Linked DNA regions of Macaca mulatta: regions 2 and 3 are each linked to region 1. A link is a contact called in public Hi-C data. All regions are on one chromosome and are shown on one strand. The core of a region is the stretch at or near the end of the contact, and the rest is flanking DNA. Distances in the headings are between cores, read along the strand shown. Region 1 holds the start of LOC106994516. Region 2 holds the start of MEX3C (mex-3 RNA binding family member C). Region 3 holds the start of ME2 (malic enzyme 2).

What was found. A called contact is a pair of places that touch in the nucleus more often than the background predicts.
Region 2: a contact with region 1 is called in a Hi-C map of blood, with 4 times the contacts expected there. The contact joins the promoter of MEX3C here to the promoter of LOC106994516 in region 1. A contact is called at or near these places in 2 of 14 Hi-C or Micro-C datasets (blood and fetal cortex germinal zone).
Region 3: a contact with region 1 is called in a Hi-C map of liver, with 2.8 times the contacts expected there. The contact joins the promoter of ME2 here to the promoter of LOC106994516 in region 1. A contact is called at or near these places in 3 of 14 Hi-C or Micro-C datasets (fetal cortex germinal zone, fetal cortical plate and liver).

The regions. Positions count from the first base shown.
Region 1 is chr18:41,267,343-41,271,699 of T2T-MMU8v2.0, reverse strand. LOC106994516 reads right to left here and starts at 2,164. Exons shown (of 2, transcript XM_077975417.1): 1 at 1,510-2,164. The coding sequence starts at 1,957. SMAD4 (SMAD family member 4) reads left to right here and starts at 1,549. Exons shown (of 12, transcript NM_001261090.1): 1 at 1,549-1,944.
Region 2 is chr18:41,103,628-41,107,984 of T2T-MMU8v2.0, reverse strand. MEX3C (mex-3 RNA binding family member C) reads right to left here and starts at 2,039. Exons shown (of 2, transcript XM_015121992.3): 1 at 988-2,039. The coding sequence starts at 1,741.
Region 3 is chr18:41,417,324-41,421,680 of T2T-MMU8v2.0, reverse strand. ME2 (malic enzyme 2) reads left to right here and starts at 2,313. Exons shown (of 16, transcript XM_015121988.3): 1 at 2,313-2,533.

The DNA.
Region 1 (4,357 bases), core at 915-3,414:
AAGCTTCTATATTTGTGGTGATATTGTTATACAGCAATAGGTAACTAATACAGATGGAATGGAAGAAGTTTAGTTATAACTATGTGTCAATTTTTAAAAAACTTCTTCTGAGGTATATTACCTAAGAATCACATATTGATCTATTACCAAATCATGTTTTGTAATCTATCAGCTGACAGATCTTCCTTCAGTTTCGTTGACAGAAAAGATCTGAAAACTATCTGACTTGAAAAATAATTTAATATCTATTCACTAAAGGCATTTACTTTCTCAGCATAGATACCGATTTTTGAATTGTCCCTTTTGGATTGCTGGGGAAGTACTGCATTGATCCAATGCACATTAGTAATGGGTGAGAATTTTGACTTTCTTTTTTAAGGTGGGAGGACAGTTTTGAAAGGGGATGCTGTGTCCTCAGCTCCTTTCTTAAGCTGGGCAATTTTCGAAAATAGAACATACAGCAGTGGAAGATGTGGAAATGAATTCCCTTAAAACTGGTCTTCATAAATCCCAGGAGTAAGAGAACACCAGTTTGGAGCTTAAGGAGCTTTCTGGTAAAAGAGGGAATGGCCCAGGCAGTGATGTGGAGGATAGAATGAAGCACTGAGTATGAGTGATGAAGGCGTGCGGTGGGTGTAGAGAGTTTCTGGGCGACGTGACTTAAGAAATGACTTTAGAACCGGCTAATCATTAGTTTTGGAGGGACTAAAGGTAGTTCCAAAGTAGTTCCTGGTTGGTGAAAATAAATCATTAATGTGTTTTAAATGAAAAAGAAATGCATACGTCTTGTAAAAAATATGAAATAAAAGAAGCATAAAGTCAAAAGCAGAGCCTGTGCCTTCCCCCACCAAACAGGTAACCTAGTTAACTGGTGTGTCGTAGGATTCGAAGTTCCCCTCCAGCAGAGAGTGCGCCTACATCGCTTCCAACAAAATCCACTCACACTTGCAACGCCTGGCAAGGCTCTTCAATATGTGATTCCTTGACTGTTCTGTGCGTCTCTCGAGTTCAAACACCTCTGGGGCTCGTGATTTGGGGCTGCCAGACAGGGAAGGAAGGTGCGGCCAGCGTCTGTTTCTTCCCTAAGTGAACTCCTACAACATAGCCACCTTCTCCCTAGAGCTGTCGACCGGTGGTTGAAGGCCAATTTTTGTGCCTACGCAGGTCCTCCACACAGAACAAAACAAATACACAACAAAAGCCGGGCTAATAGCTATTTATAAACACTTACTGGACGCCCACTCTACGCCGAGCTCTCCCGCGCTCCTTGGGAACTTTTTTGCCAAGAGATGCTAATTTTCCCGGCGACCACTCCCTCAAGCAGGCCTTCGCCTCTGCCCGCGCGGAGGCCCAGGCCCAGGCCCAGGCCGGGATTCAGAGCCGCCCCTCGGCTGGCGCTGCCCTGCAGGCGCCTGCGCAGAGCGACTCTCGCCGTCACTTGGGGCGGGAGGCGGCGACAGCCGGGAGAAAGGAAAGCTGCGGGGAAAAAGGGCCAAACCCTGAAATTACCCGGATGTGGTCCCCGCGCGCGCATGCTCAGTGTGTTCTCGACAAGTTGGCAGCAACAACACGGCCCTGGTCGTCGTCGCTGCTGCGGTAACGGAGCGGCTCGGGTGGCGGAGCCTGCGTTCGCGCCCTCCTGCTCTCCTCGGGAGGCCCTTCCCGCCCTCCCCTCGGCTCCGCGGCCGCCCAGGGGGTGGGAGCGGGTGAGGGGAGCCAGGCGCCCAGCGAGAGAGGCCCCCCGCCGCGGGGCGGCCCGGGAGCTCGAGGCGGTCCGGCCCGCGCGGGCAGCGGCGCGGCACTGAGGAGGGGCGGCCTGGCCGGGACGCCTCGGGGCGGGGGCCGAGGAGCTCTCCGGGCCGCCGGGGAAAGCGACGGGCCCGGCGCGTCCGCGGACCAGCAGCGGCGGGAGAGCGGACTCCCCTCGCCACCGCCCGATCCCAGGTAACCGCGCCATGTCCCCTCCCCTTCCCCCGGCCGGGCCCGCGCACCCCGCCCGCGGCTTCCCCACCCCGGGGCGGGCTCCCGACTGCTGCGGCGGCGGCGGGGAGCGCGCGGAATCCGCTGGGAGGGCGACCGCGGCCGCCTGACGAGCCGGGCCGGGCGGCGGTGCCTGGCCTCCGTCCGGCCCCCAGCTTCGTTTGCAGCTCGTGGGAGAATCAAGTTAAAGTCAGACGGGACTCCTGCCGCGGCCGCCGCTCCTCTTTGTTGTTCTCGAGTAGTTTCACGGTCGCCCCGGCTGAGCGCGTTGGGTCGGTTGGAATGTGTTGCCTTAGGGTCTAAATGAAAGTTGTAAATTGTTTGTCTTAATTTATTTTCTCCAGCCAATTTCGGTTTTCTCTTTGTCCCCTACTTTCTCTTCCTAGTCTTGTCATGCCAGTTTACGCTTCTGGCTTTGATATGTTTACTTTTTGAGTATTGAGAGTGACGGCGGTATGCAGGACACATTCTTAGCACCTAACTGAACCCCTCCTTGCCCCCAATAAAACATGCTTCCTATTAAAAGACATAGTTGATCTTACTGTTAGCACTACATGTACTGAGAGTGAAATTGGTGTAGGGTGGAGGGCGGTGGCTCCATCACTTGTCCCAAACTGCTGTTAGGATTTCTCAAACTGGATTTTCAAAGGGACAAGTGTGTAGTTAACGTGAAAAGTTTATTTGCTGGTGCAGAGGCTTTAAAAAGCCCTATTGAAGATTGATAGCTGTTTCCCCTCAAAAACCTAAGTACGTTTGTTTTTATTTAAAAAAAAACCATTTTATTATGCATTATAATTTGGAAACTATTATTTCCAAATTAGTTTCTTAATGCATTTAGTTTTTGCACCGTAGTTTAAGATGGAATTGCCAGTTATTTAGGAATAATAAATACAACAGGATAATAGGGGAATTATCCTGAAATTGCCTTTCTGCAAACATATGGTCTTAGCTAATTTTTGTTAATAACCTTTGACTTTTGCCAGAATTAGCATCCTTTTAGTCTTAGTAGCAGCTTGGTTACTCGGGTGTTTAAGTAGTAGGTTCACTACTTTCTGCTGGCAAAAACCATTTAGTCTCTAAAAAAAAAAAAATGAAATGCATAATTTCGTAATTAGATTTAGATCATGGCATTTGAATAGTTTTTATGATGGATTTCATAAATTGCTTTTGCCATACCCTGCGGAGACTAAATATATACATTTCAGTTGAAATATAGGAAGTTCTAAAATGTACCTTTTTTTTTTTGATGCTGAGGACTTTATATTGGAAAGTTCTGATATGATTAATACATAATATTCCAAACTGTAAAATGATTAACATTTAAAAATACAGTTTTTTAAATTAGTGTTTCTTCCATAATGCTGTCATGATTTTGTTTACTTAAATGGGTTTGTTACAGAACAAATGTAATAGAGATAGATAGGCCAAGCATTTATAATTTGGAGTAGCTTTAGATCTAAAGATAGTGGTGAATTATGTAGGTTTTAAGTTGTTGGAATTAAAACTAAAAGCTTCTTTAGATAAAAATTGTTGTAACATTTTGTGACTATTAATAGAAGTGGCTTTTTCTTTGCTTTCCAGGTTTTTGGGTGAGTTTTAAAGAATTATTGCATCTTAGATTTTTATTTTTGAGGTGAGAGTGTATGTCTGTTTAGGTAACTGCCTTCAGTGTAAATCTTGAGTTTAGAAAAAACCAAACTGCAAATGTTTTTCAGACTTAATGAAAATTTGTACTGAGAAAGTCACTTTGAAATATTTTGGAGTAAGTTGGCTGGGCGGGGTGGCTCACGCCTGTAATCACAGCACTTTGGGAGGCCGAGGCTGGCGGATCACGAGGTCAGGAGATCGAGACCATACTGGCTAACACGGCGAAATTCAGTCTCTACTAAAAATGCAAAAAATTAGTCGGGCCTGGTGGCGGGCGCCTGTGGTCCCAGCCGCTTGGGAGGCAGAGGCAGGAGAATGGCGTGAACCGGGGAGGCGGAGCTTACAGTGAGCAGAGGTCGCGCCACTGCACTCCAGCCCTGGCGACAGAGTGAGACTCCGTTTAAAAAAAAAAAAAAAATTGGAATAAGTTTTACGTGAATGATTTTTAAAAGCCTGTGCTTCACTTTCTTAAGCTACATTTTAGTCGAGTGATTGTGTGTGAATTCTTTTTCTGTATTCCCCTTCAGTTTTTCTTTCCCCCCCAAATTAAGGAGCAAGAATTAACCTAATTTACGCTGCCCAGTTACACTCCAGCTCTCTCACTTGGAAGCAGTTTTTTTCTGATTGAGCCAGTGTTATAGTAACATCATTAGGCACTATTCTAATTGAGGTGTGAATTACTGAGGCCTCTACTAGGGAGGTTAACCCTACAGAATCTGCAGGGTTCATT
Region 2 (4,357 bases), core at 790-3,289, 160 kb after region 1:
CATGCATCAACCAGGCTAAACCATATTGTCATGCGGTGGCAGCAGGTAACATCTGCCCCTTTCATAAAGGGAAAAAGCTCCCATAAAGAACTTAGGACCTTCCCTAAAAATGTCGGATACAGAGGTACCCCAAGCATCTCCTTCCCCCACCTTCACAAATCTACTCCTGGAATCTGAGACATAGGTCCTTTGTCTGAACAATGTGGGAGGAGTCTGTCTGCAGTACTGGTGTGCTGACAAGTGAAGAGGAGAATTAACTGAAAACTGTATAAACACAGAAGTTTCTTAATTACCTTAGTGTCCAATTTTTCTTCATCCTGCACACCGAACAGTTTCAAAAGACAGCCAGTGTGTCAGTGTGTCTTTCCGAGACTTGAAACGTATCGAGAGGAATACAGTAAGATCGGCGGCAGTGAGTTGGGCTGCTTTTCCAAAGCTGTTTCTGAACAGCGGAGGGGCAGGGGATGGCGGTGATACCGACCATTTGAACATCCCTTCCCTCCCCAGTGAGCTCTGTCTACAGGCCTCCATTTCTGTCCTTTTCTCCATCTGAACAAGTTCTTGTAAGGGAGGCTGAACGCTTTAAAAAGAAGACACTCGGCGGCGCAAACTTGCAATCTCGAAGGTTTCCGTACCCAAGAGCGAACCCACAACTCCTCGAGCCCGACCTTTTACCACCTCACTGAGGTTTCTGGTGCCACGCCAGCCTGGTGTTCCACGAATACAGCCCAAGTAACGTGAACACCACCGGACTGGGTCGCCCGAAAAACTTCACACTTTTTACCAGGCGAGACGAGCGAAAAAGCGTGGGTTTTCGCAAGGTGACCCATCTTCACATCTGGTCGACCCTCGGCTCCTCCCAGACCCCTTCGGGGTGGATCTGGGGGCCTCGCCGGGTTCGCCCTTTCCGTCCCATGCTCATTTCTCTCGTCTCCCCACCCACGCCCGGGGCCATGCCCAGCTGGACCTCCCCACCCCTGCACTCACCCTGGCGGCCGACGATCTCGGCGACGTGCTCGGAGCTGGGCACCGGGACGCACTCGGTGGTGTTGACGCTCTTTCTCCGGAGCAGGGCCGCCTGCTCCCCGTTCAGGGCGGCCGCCGCCGCCCCACAGCCGCCGGGGCCGTAGGCATGGGACAGCATCGCCGCCATCATGCCCTGGGCATCGTCCCCTCCGTACAGCACCCCCGCCGCCGCCGCCGCGGCCGCCGCCTCCCGGGCATCGAAGCCGGCGGCGGGCAGCAACACAGACCCCAGGGACCCGCCTGGGATCGGCTGGGTCTGAGAGGCGGTGGCCGCGGGCGGCGACAGCAGCAACAGCGACGACCGGTCTTCCTCCTCTGCTTCCTCCAGCTCCTCCTCCTCCAGCAGGTCTCCGTCCAGCTCTGCTTCCTCCCCCTCCTCCTCGTCCTCTTCCAGCTCCAGCTCGGCCGCCTCCGGGGCCCCGGGCCGGCCAGGCGGAGCCCGCTCCTCTGGAGACAGCCCCGCCGCCCGCCGGGCCTGGCCCTGCGCCGCCGCCGCCACGGCTCGAAGCGCCGGAGCACCGGGATCCGCCGGGCTGGGGTCGTCGAGGCCTAGCGCGGCCAGGCGCTCCCTCAGCAGGAGCCCGTCCCCCTCGAGCTCCGGGCCGCCCGAGGGCGGCGGCAGAGGCGGCGGCGGCGGCGGCGGCGGCGGGGGCGGCTGCGGCAGGGGCGCCGGGGCCGCCGCCAGGGCCAGGGCCGCGGAGCTGCCGCTCGGCATCGCGGCGGCGCGCTGTCAATGGCGGCGGCGGCGGCCGGGTCAGGCGCGGCAGGCGGCGAGCCCCATGGCGGACAGGGCCAGGGCCCTGCTCAGCGCGCAAACACCTTTCCTCTGGGGAGGCGGTGGGGCTGGGGACCCGGGCCGTGGAGCGCCAGGGCCGCCCGGAGACCGGAGAGGGCGGGGTGGAGGGGCAGGGGAAGGAGGCAAAGGTAGGTAACTAGGTGGGTGGGTGGGGACGGCGGCGGGGCGGGCTGGTGGAGGTGGCAGCGGCTCCCTCTCAGGGTTTCTTTTGTTTCATGGCCTTAACCAGCCCCCGGCGCGCGCGGCGGCGGCGGCGACGCCCCACGCCGCTCTCCGAATGAAGCCGGCGCGCTCTGATTGGGTGTTTTTAATCTCTGGGAGCCCGCCTTCTCCTCCCGCAGCCTTCCAACTCCTTTCCCCAGCCCCACCCCCCACCCTCCTTCGGGCCCCGCCCCTCCCCTCCCCAGAGCTCTCTGATTGGGTGACCGGGACCAGCCAGCTCCCGAAGCCCACTCCTTCCGTCCTCTCCCCGCCCACCTCCCTCTCCATTCCTCCCGGCACGCGCGGAGAGGGACTGTGATTGTTCACTTTACACGTCACTCTTTGTGACGTCTCCGGCGGGGGCGGGAAAAAGGAGGCGGATGAAGGCGCTGCTGCAGAGGCTGAAACTAAGGGCCAAGCTGGGTTTTGGCGCAGGCGCCTGCGGTCGAAGCGCACACCTGGATTTGTTTCCCCCAACCCTTTATCCCTATAGCCGGTCTGGCTGAGTTCTTTTAGGGAAGGCACTGTGTGAGCGGCCTGGAGCAGAGCTGCAGGCGCAGGTTCGAGGGCATTGTTTCCTCGGGTTGAGGATGAGATCGCCCCCTTCAGAGGAAGGGCCTTAAGAAGAGTCATGGAAGGAGGGGCCACGCAATATCCTCCTATCCCCTCGCGGGGGCGGTTTCCTGAGCCGCGTGGCTCCCGGGCCTTCCCTCTCGGACCCGGGAATGCTCCTCCCTCGTGGCCTGACGCTCCCAACGCCCCGTTGGCCCGGCTTTTCTGCCGGCAGGGTGGTTACATCAGCAGCCTGCAGGTGCTGAACTTTAGCTCTTTGGGGCTTTTTTTTTTTTTTTTTTTTTGAAACGGAGTCTAGCTCCGTCGCCCTGGCTGGAGTGTAGTGGCACGATCTTGGCTCAACGCAACCTCCGCCTCCCGGGCTCAAGAGCTTTCCCTTGCCGGGCGCGGTGGCTCACGCCTGTAATCCCAGCACTTTGGGAGGCTGAGGCGGGCGGATCACGAGGTCAGGTCAGGAGTCCGAGACCAGTCTGATCAACATGGTGAAACCCCGTCTCTTCTAAAAATACAAAAATTAGCCGGGCGTGGTGGCGCACCCCTGTAATCCCAACTACTCGGGAGGCAGAGGCAGGAGAATCGCTTGAACCCGGGAGGTGGAGGCTGCAGTGAGCCAAGATCACGCCACTGCACTCCAGCCTGGGCTACAGAGCGAGACTCCGTCTCAAAAAAAAAGTTTTTCCTGTCTCAGCCTCCCCAGTAGCTGGGATTACAGGCACGTGCCACCACGCCCAGGTAATTTTTGTATTTTTAGTAGAGACGGAGTTTCACCATGTTGGCCAGGCTGGTCTCGAACTCTGACTTCAAGTGATCCGCCCGCCTCGCCCTCCCACAGTGCTGGCATTAGAGGCGTGAACCACCTTGTCCAGCTCTTTGGTGCTTTTAAAGAAATGAATCCCCGTTTCCTCCTCCCTAGACACTCTTCCCACAGTATTGCTCAGGTGATCTCACTCTGTGGCTATCTTTTCTATAGGTTATTATTTTGTTGTTGTTGAGACAAGAGTCTCACTCTGTCGCCCAGGCTGGAGTGCAGTGACATGATCACGGCTCACTGCAGCCTCGACCTCCTAGGCTCAAGTGATTCTCCCGCCTCAGCCTCCCTAGTGCATCACCATACCTGGCGCGCATCACCATGCCTGGCTAATTTTATCTTTTGTAGAGACTGGGTTCTCACCCTGTTGCCCAGGCTGGTCTCAAACTCCTGGGCTCAAGCGATCCTCCCACCTGGGCCTCCCAAAGTGCTGGGATCACAGGGGTGAACCACCGCGCCTGGCCTCTAGGGGGTATTTTTAAATGGCTTGTTAAAAAGTATGCCTGTTAACTTTCCTTTATCTTAGGGCTGTGACCGGCCCATCTATCCCTTCAGTACTAAGTCCTGCCAGGTTAATCTTAGCCAGCAGCGTGGTCCTATATCTACAGATACAGTGTAACAATGTAATTGTAAAATTTCTAAATGACCCCTTTAAGGCAAGAAGAAACATAGTTTTAATAAATACACTTAGTTCAATATGTCCAAAATACTATTTCAACATGTAAGCAATATAAAATTACTGATAATGTTTTATAGTTCTTTTGCACTAAGCCTTTGAAACCAGGGTGTGTTTTATACTTCCAGCAGTTCTTTTCACACGAACCACATTTCAAGTACTACTAAGTAAGTACTCTAAATTTCTTGATTTTAAAATTATAACGGGACACTTTCTATATTGGATTAACTTATTATACCTAATTGCCTTAAACTCGTTTCGTAGGAGTCAGCTTTAA
Region 3 (4,357 bases), core at 1,064-3,563, 150 kb before region 1:
ACAGTAGCAGAAAAAGTTAGTTCTGTTTTCTTTTCTTTTCTTTTTTTTTTTTTTGAGACACAGTCTCGCTCTGTCACTCAGGCTGGAGTGCAGTGGCGCGATCTCGGCTCACTGCAAGCTCCACCTCCTAGGTTCACGCCATTCTCCTGCCTCAGTCTCCCGAGTAGCTGGGACTACAGGCGGCCACCACCACGCTCGGCTAATTTTTTGTATTTTTGGTAGAGACGGGGTTTCACCGTGTTAGCCAGGATATAGTTCTGTTTTCATTAGAAAGTCTTTGACCAATCACGGGAAGTGGCTAAGGGGAAATAAATTGTCAGAGCAGACCAGAAAACAGCAGTGTCTACCTCCTTGACAGTAGCAGGTATTTAATAAGGAATGAATTGACTTCAATTTAAGCAAAATAAATTCCCTCCATGATAGCTCTCTACAACCTTCAACCTGGGAGTATTTGAATGTAGAATAAACTGTCCTTAAATTTTTTAAATGGACAAACAATAATTGCATATAATTATGGTCGGGCGCGGATGATTCATGCCTGTAATCCCAGCACTTTGGGAGGCCGAAGCAGGCAGATGACTTGAGGCCAGGAGTTTGAGACCAGCCTGGGCAACATGGCGAGAAACCCCGTCGCTACTAAAAACAGAAAAATTAGCCGGGCATGGTGGCGGGTGCCTGTAATCCCAGCTACTTGGGAGGCTCAGTCAAAAGAATCGCTTGAACAAGCAAGGCAGAGGTTTCGGTGAGTCAAGATCACATCACTGCACTCTGCACTCTAGCCTGGGCGACAGAGCGAGACTCCATCTCAAAAGAAAAAAAAAAAGTATATACTTTTATGCAGTGGTGTACAATGTAATGTTTCAATACGTTGTGGAATGATCAAATTAGGCTAACATATCCATTACCTCACATACTTATTTATTTTTGGTGAGACTATTTAAAATCTACTCTTTTAGCCATTGTGAAATATACACTATGAACTCTAGTCACCACGCTGTGCGGTATTTCTAAAACTTACTCCTAACTAAAACGTTTTACCTTTTGACCAACATCTCCCCATTTCCCGTCCACCCTCCCCACCCCCACAACTGTCTTTCAAAGACAAAAGAATTTCACCTCGACTAATGAAGCGTTTATGTAGAAAGATACTTGAAATGTTTCGTTTCCTTCCTCCAACCTGCTGCATCTTGTAAGTTCCTGGCAAGCAGGGTTACTTTAGGTCATGCATATTTATAACTTCTCCACGCCTGCGGTGGTTATTATAGCAACCACACCTATGGGTTATCACCTAACTGGAGTTTCCGCCCCACCCTTCAATGTTCAGAGAGGGGCGGCTGCCCCAGATTTTACATAATTGTCAGAGTTTAGGAGGGAGAAATTCACTCTTCTCTACTTCCACTCCATCTTCTTAAACCTACATTTCCAACACTTTTCATTTTATTCTGCCTTGCCTCTTTTTTATATTTTACATCTTATTTTTGAAATTAACATTACCTTGCCTTGTTTTAAGAGTACACGAACTCATTACAGTAAAGAGTTTTGGGTGATAACATTTTCTGAATTAAGGGTGAAGAAATATCCTCCCATGTCACAACAGTTGCGGGGGCGGGGGTAGGGATGTAGGAAGGCACGGTCCCTGCTGCTTTCAAGGACAAGACAATTAAGTGTTCCGTTGCTTTTCTGAGGCAGAACATTGAACATCTATGTATGGTGACTGTGACAGTGAAGGTGATTGGTAAATTCCCCGCAGGCCAATAATCTTGCCAGCAGCCACAAGGAGTGGCAAAGAATTCTGCGGAAGAGCAAGTCCTCCGCACACAAAACAGCTCGGAAAGTGAAAGCGTCGCTGAAGTGCGGAAGCCTCGCATTTCCTGGGTGTTCTTCCTCCTTCCTTTGCAGTGTCCTGCCCTCCCGTCCTCCCCCTTCCTCTGTGGCTCAGGCAGCACGGACCCCAACTCCCAGCTTCCCTGGCCTCGGCGGGTTTGGAGACTAGGACCCCAGGGCCGGGAGTGCTGGGGGCGCGGTCGGCCAGCCCCGGCTTCCTTCAGGGAGCGGCGGAGCTCCTCCTCCTACTCTGCACTGCACTTCTCACACCCGCAGCATCGCGTTCACGAAGGCACCCGCCCCGCCTCAGAACCGTAACCTCCAAGAGCTGAGTTGAGGAAGGCGCTGAGGGCAGGAACCCCGGCGCCGCTCGCTAAGCCTCCAGACGGAGTCCGCCCCTCAGGCCGATTCCTGCCTCCCATTGGCCCGCGAACCCGTCCGTCTCCGCCGTGGGCCGCGCCTTCCGTGGGCCTTGCCTTCCTGGCCCCGCGCCTAGCCGGCTCCGCTCGCCCTCCTCTCACCCTGCAGCTCTTCGGGCTACCTCGGGGTGTGGGGCCGCCCGCGCCTGTGCGAGCCTGAGCTGGCGGCGGCTCCGGGAGGCTCGCAGAAGGGGAGGGCCGGGCGGCGCGGGAGCTGAGCATCGCCAGGGCGGGCGGCAGGGCGCAGCCTCTCCGCCGGCAGCACCACCTGTCGCGGCGCTAGACCTCTGGTAAGGCCCGGCGAGGTGGGGCCCGGGCGGGGGTCCGGGAGAGGAGCGCGCGCCGGCTTCCCTTGGCCCGGCCCCGAGAGCCCAGCGCTGCCGCGCCTCCGGCTTCCGTGCGTGCGGCCCCAGCCGGTCCCGGCCTGGCGGTGGGGGCTGGGGGAAGGGAAGCGGCCCGCGGAGTCCGCGCTGAGGGCGAGAGACCGGCTGCGTCGCGGCGACCCGGGTTCCAGCGACCGCGGCTCATCCCTGCGCGCGATTTCCAGGTTCCTCCGCACGCTGATGCCGGGGCGCCCCCGTCTCGCCCCGGAGCGAGGCCCTGGGCCTCCCAAACGCCAGCATCTCTTTCTCGCTCTTTCTGCACCCCTCCGCAGAAGGACTTTTGTGGCTGGAAACCCCTTTGGCAAGTCTATCTCTTTTATTCAGTCGGGCCGAGTTAACGGCAGGAGTTAGGCTGTGTGTGGCTCCTCCCTTTAAAAAAAAAGACTTGCTGCGGGCTGGAGAGTTATAAGATTGGACTGATTTCGTCTATTCTTATGAAATGCCATCTGTGGATCGGGATTGGCACGTGTTTCTTCCACGCTGGAGATAACTATCTCTGCATATGGTGTTATCTAGGTGGTCCTAGGTTTCGACTTTCTTTTTTGGTTCCAGAGATAATTCTAGAAAATTTATGTTGCTTGTGGTGAGAAGCGTGATCAAATTAACATGTGCTTTCTTACAAAAGGTTTTAACATCTTCTGTCTGTGGATTTACCTTCCTGATGCTTGTGGCTATCACCTCTAAGCAAAGCGGTTAATAGCATTGCTATTTCTGTTAGTGTTGCAGTTGATAACGATAACAATAGTAGCATGTGTTAATCGCTGGTGACAGGCAGAGCGCTAGTTTCTACACGGATTATCTCAAAATAACCCTTTTGAGGTTGATACTGTTACTGTCTCCAGTTTACAAACCAGGAAACTAAGGTTTATGTCGGTTGAGTAACTTGCCCAAGACCACAGTTTTAACGTGACAAAGCCTAGATTCAAACTCAAGTGGTATAACTTCATAGCTGCATCCTTCACCCCCACTCCCATAAACGTGCGTGTTCCTTAAGCATTGCTCATGTTGTTAAGCTAATTGCGATATTGTACCCATGATTTTGATTTTCAATTTGCAAATATTCTGTTAGATGAGAGAAACGGTTGTTTTTAAAAACATACATATAGGTCGTTCGCGGTGGCTCACGCCTGTAATCCAGCACTTTGGGAAGCCGACGTGGGTGGATCACCTGAGGGCAGCTAATTTTTGTAATTATAATAGAGACGGGGTTTCACCATATTGGCCAGGCTGGTCTCGAGTTCCTGACCTCAAGTGATCTACCCACCTTGACCTTCCAAAGTGCTGGGATTACAGGCGTGAGCGACTGCGCCTGGCTCCCAGTATGACTTTTATCGGGCATTAATAGCAAATGTTGGGCTATGCTTCTGTAGAAATATTCTCTTGAGAGTAATATATTTATGCTTAATAGCTATTCCTGAGAACTGCTTATGGGTGACACCCTTAGAGGGTGTTTGTATGTTTTTGTCTTAATATATTTATGAAAACAAAATATTCATAAAGGAAAAAACCCATTTACCATTTGGGATCTTAGTTTGTAAAATTAAAAACTTCTAGTTATATATGTATAATTTGTATATTAAGTTAAAAACTCTAATTGATTTTGGTGAATTTCAGACAAACTAGACCTATTTTATTTTCTTTAAGACGGAGTTTCGCTCTTGTTGCCCAGGCTGGAGTGCAGTGTTGGTGATTTCCGCTCACTGCAACCTCCGCCTTCCGCGTTCAAGCACT